2 separate regions of the Xenopus laevis genome follow, and region 1 is linked to region 2. A link is a contact called in public Hi-C data. All regions are on one chromosome and are shown on one strand. The core of a region is the stretch at or near the end of the contact, and the rest is flanking DNA. Distances in the headings are between cores, read along the strand shown.

The links. A called contact is a pair of places that touch in the nucleus more often than the background predicts.
Region 1: a contact with region 2 is called in a Hi-C map of the XL177 cell line, with 4 times the contacts expected there. A contact is called at or near these places in 3 of 4 Hi-C or Micro-C datasets (the XL177 cell line, the XTC cell line and animal cap).

Annotation. Positions count from the first base shown.
Region 1 is chr1L:176,055,791-176,058,490 of Xenopus_laevis_v10.1, forward strand. tmem120b.L (transmembrane protein 120B L homeolog) reads right to left here. Exons shown (of 12, transcript NM_001095807.1): 5 at 2,298-2,393; 6 at 966-1,055; 7 at 68-133. Among protein-coding and RNA genes, the nearest start is that of tmem120b.L, 9.8 kb to the right of the region's middle.
Region 2 is chr1L:176,008,920-176,011,619 of Xenopus_laevis_v10.1, forward strand. No RefSeq gene overlaps it. Among protein-coding and RNA genes, the nearest start is that of rhof.L, 5.3 kb to the right of the region's middle.

The sequences.
Region 1 (2,700 bases), core at 76-2,575, 47 kb after region 2:
TCTCGCCACATAAAGCAGTCATGCATCTAGTAAACATGCAGCAGTGGTATTTGCTGGATGGACTTACCATGTTAACATCACCCCCGAAAGAAAGGTGGAGACGTAATGATGGGATACCCACCATCCCTTTATCCTGCAGAGAATATATATTGTCAATAATGCAACATACTGCATTACCTTTCTACACTTTCTAATAAATCATTTGATTGACTGCTTTTACATGATACAATATTGCCTGCAAAGAGTAAAAAGTGTCTAACACATAACAATGGATTTATCGTTTATGGATTTATTTGATACCCATCCAGTGTTTGCTCAAAGAGCAAATTAAAAATTTAACAGGTTAATATTCTACATTTGCTGGCAATAATAGCTGGATCTACTTTACATTAAACTATGCAAAAATAGAAAGCAGTTTGTGTATTTAATCTGAAAACTGTTGAATCGCTATGGCATATCTGCATGAATTCTTAAAAAGACTCATGCAAGATGTAATCATTGTATTATTCATATTATATCAATCAATATAATGGGAAGATGGGTTCAGTTTTTGTTTGATCAGCATGATTAATTGTATAGGCAGCTAGCCAATTCGGTGTAAAATACATGCTACATGAAAGAAAATAGACACTCAAACTTCAACTAATAAGCACTTTTGTTAAATTATCTGGAGTGTGATAGAAGTCTATCAGTGCTGTCCAACATATGCTATCCAGTGAGACCATTATGTAATAGATCACACACACATCTGTATAGTACAATAGCTATACTGTTATAACCTGTGTGCAGGGAGGGGGCATCAAAAAGACAGTGTAAGGCCATACCCTGTCTGAAGGCCTCCAGTCGGAAAGCCTTGATCTAGTTAACAGAAAGGTGCACATATAGAATGGTTTTCCTGGTCTGCAAATGCAGCATAAATATTATAGAAATCACACAAAACAAAGGCCACATGTGGGAGCACTTACCTTGAGCCATTGCTAATGAGGATACTTTCCCTAATGGTCAGTGTGCAGTAGTACCAGACTAGTAAGAAATTAAATACTTCATCTGTAACCCTGAAAAGAAGTAGTAGTAGTGTTTAATCAGTTTTAAAAAAGAATTTTCAACAAGCGAGTTCATGGACTCTCTCTGTTACAGTTTCATACATTTGATATATTTTTCAGTGGCTTAAAGGAGAACTAAACCCCCTTGCTAATAAAAACTGTTACCCGTCATAGTCCCCCCTCCCCCCGCACAGGTGTTCACACAAATAAATGCCCCTAACTGTTAATTACCCCTCTTTGCAGAGTCAGCTCACGGGGGCGCAATCTTGCGGCGCTTAGAGAATCATTGGGTCCCTTAGGCAATTTCTGTGGCTTGCAGTTGTTCCGAACCGGAATACTGCTACAACTGCGCATGCGCCGGTACGGCACTTACTTTCTGAATATTCCTGAAGCGCTGAAGATGGCTTTGCTGCACTGACTTTGCAATGAAGTGTAATTACCAGTTAGGGGCATTTACTTGTGTGAACTCCTGTGCGGGGGGGGGAGCATGGGTTTTTTTTATTAGCAAATGGTTTTAGTCCTCCTTTAAAGGAACAGTAACATCAAAAAATAAGTGTTTTAAAGTAATAAAAATATAATGCAGTGTTGCCCTGGTAAAACTGGTGTGTTTGCTTCAGAAACACTACTATTGTTTATCTAAATAAGCTGCTGTGTAGCAATGGGGGCAGCTATTCAAATGAGAAAAGGCTCAGGTTACACAGCAGATTTTGGCCAGATATTAATCAGGGAAGCCAGTCGGAGGGCCCCTTACACGGACCAATAAGCTGCCGACTGTCTATCGGCAGCTTTTATCAGCCCGTGTATGGCCAGCTTTGGGGTAAGGTCACACTGTGAGATTCGGGGAGATTTAGTCACCCGGCAACTAATAGCCTCTTCTTTGGGGCTCTTCTTTAATCTCCCTGAACTGCTTCCCCCTGCTTGAATTAAAAAACACCTGCAGCATTGAAACTTGCGGCGCTTCGTTTTCCGAAGTCCCCGAAGTTACCTCACGAGCAAACTTCGGGCGACTTCAGAAATTGAAGGGCCGCGAGTGCATCGGCACTGGCATTTTGTCATTAAAGGAGGCGCCAGGCACGGGGAAGGCAGTTCGGGGAGATTGTCGTCCCGCAGAAGAGGCGATTAGTTGCCAGGCGATTAAATCTCCCCAAATCTGCCCGTGTGCTTAAACCCTAAAGGAGCACAGTGAAAAAGAACAGTGGAATCTGCTAGTAAAGGGATAATTAGCTTCACAAGAAAAACAAAGCTACAGCTCACCTGTAATTTAGCACAAATCTACAAGTGATAGCTCCCAGTAACAATATAATGGTCAAGTAAAGCTTGAATTTTTCATATTCATCCTTGTAGGCAAATCTGAAAACACAGAAATAACAATGCTGGAAACCTGCTAATAAATATCCCCACAAACTGGATATGGGACAAAAATAATTTAAAAAAAAGTTTAGATAGAAATATATTCAACCAATTGATAGCGATCATTAAATGTAATATTGTGGATCCCCACGGATATGAACATTACTAGCATTCTGCCATTGACACTAGGGAGAGGGGTGAAGAACTAAAGTGAATCACTGAACATAAAATCCACCATATGCACATACTTTATTAAAATAATTCTTATAGAGTAGTGTTTCTAGTGAAAAGCTTGAGCGGACTTCTT
Region 2 (2,700 bases), core at 127-2,626:
CATCTCCAATTTCATACAGCCAGTTCCTCTCTTCTCTTTTATGTGATCCCCAAATATTCTATATACCTTCCTTTCATTTTTCTTCTGCTCTTGCCATTGGCAACCCATTTCTTCTCAATCATGTCAATAGAGAGTATTTCATGGAGCATCCGGAGGAGTGTTTAAAAATGTATAAACTTTAATGGTCCATATTAAAAGGTTTTTTTCCAGCATGTCAGCATACAAATTAGTGGATCATACGCTTTACGCTTTCATGGCGTTTCGGCACTTCTTCAGAAGCGATCACTGTCTTCAACCATACTTTTGTCCTACAATCGTTCTCTTTCATTCTCTACCTGTCTTCTTTAACAGTTCTCCTCTATTTTCTTCTATCACACGCATCAGTTATCTCAACCTTCAGCTTTAAATGCAAGATCAACACTTGTTTGTTCTTTATCACCATTTCACATGTGTTTTTATTCTCATGGTGCAAAGTTGTCTGAATTTTCCTTGCGCGGAAACCACCTGCACTTTGAATTTTAGTTGGTAGGAAGAAAACAAGGAATCTTTTGTTGGTAGCGAAGATTTATCACAGACGACAAAACATTCCCATGTGCCCAGGCCCGGACTAGTAATCTGTGGGTTCCAGGAAATTCCAGAGGGGCTGCTGTAAATTGCCATAGACAATAACTATTTATTGGACTGGTGTGGGGGGGGGGGGTGCTGTTTGGGCCTCTGTGTACCTGGAATGCAAGGACCTATTTTGATTCTCAGTCAGACCTGCTTACACACTTTAGTGTCTTCTCACATGCACTCTCCCATAGTTGGAAAAGACAGATCCAACCTTTGACTTCCACTGTTTAACCTTACCCTGTCTTATCTCTCTATCCTCACCGGTGCCTTCCCTACCCCAGTCTTCCAACACCTCATCCTCTTCCACTTAGGTAGTGATTCCCAAAACTTGGGGCTGGCCCAACTACTGGTAAAAAAGGCCAGCTTGAACAGCATTTATTAGGAAAATAGGTTTAGTCCTTTTTTTGCTGTTCTGGATTCAAATTTAGTCTAGGATAACAACATATTTCATAATTTCATTATTTGTTTTAAAATAAATTAGGATCTGAGCACATTTGGAAAAAAAGAAGTACTTGAACCACTTTTGCTCTAGGGGAAAACCATCTGGCATCCCTCTCCCAATTGGATTCAACCCCCTACCCACAGGACATGCCTACATCTAAATAGGGCTGCTCCTTTTTTTCTTCATGTTTACTAGCTATCCCTACTATCTGAGACAATAAAACTGAATACAATCAATAGGAGAAGGCTAGTGTGGCCACAGTGACAAATATCTTAGAAGCCACTATGCACTATCACAAAAGAACAGACTGACATATCTCCGGATTGACTGTGATTTGTAAACAGCCATTCTATTGTGCTTTGTTATGACAAAAACAACAAGATGCATGCATGAAACTTCAACTGAATGATCTTAATGCAAATATTTATTCTAAACATACAAAGTACAAAGAACATTAAGAAATTCCACAGTACAATCACATAATATAAATTCCCAGCACATAAGGCCCTTTTGGTGGAAATTATAAAATGAATAATGATAACATTTTACAAAATGTGCACATACAAATAAGTCTATATTTTTAAGTCTACAAAAGGTTGGGGACATATAAGATGAGATTGAACCAAATATGGAAATAATAAGAACACTGGTGAAAATTAATGTGTTAAATTATAGAATAAGAGGGCATAGGAAGGGGATGGAGGAAATACAGCACCATTTTTAATTTCTTTGCGTAACACCAAGTACGAGCAAATGTCTTTGTCTAGTGAAGCCCATCTGCATTTGTGAGAAAATGAAGAAGTCTTTCCCCAAGCATTGCCCTTACTACAGAAGTGTCTTCACTTGGAATCTTAGTAGGTTCCTAAAACCATTTGCATTCACCATCAGAGTTTGTATATATACAGTTTCAATAAATATTGGTAAAACAAGGCAACCTCTAGACATTTTGGGGGCCTGAAAAATGATTTGCTGTGGGGCCCAGTAATATCTAGTTACACCGCTGATCATCATATAGTCTTTGTGCGGCCAAACCTCAAAGTCAACTAGAAGATGGAATCACCTCTAACAGATGTTCACGCCTTGATGTTAACTACAACCATCCGTAGCACAGCTTTCCTCAGCATTTCTACAGAGACTGTGTTCCGATTAAACAGGCATTAGCCTCTTAGTTTCCACATAGAAACAAAAGGCATGAGGAAATCGGAATTGTTTTACAAACTGCATTTATTCTCCCCTCTGGACTTGAGTCATAAATACTTTTTTTATTCTTTGTACATTATTAGACCAAACTGATTCAGCTGTGTGGACCTTGTAACTGCATTTAAACGCACATATGTCGGTTGAAACTATGCCTCTTCTCCTACGGTAGGCATTTCCCTTTTCTAGTCCAAATGGTCCAAGTTTGCATAAAATGTTGGTACCTCTTTGATATATTACTTGTTATGCAGTTAGGCTAGGCTAAGCTTACCTGAGTCTCAACCTCTGAGGGGTCCCTTGGTACAAGTATTTACTAAAGTATATATAGTATATATTATATAAGGATTGTCCTATTGGTGGCCCTCCAGCTGCTATTGGACTATACTGTGAAACCCACTGGCATATTCTCACTGTTGTGGGCATATGCCAGCCTGGTCTGGACTGATTCA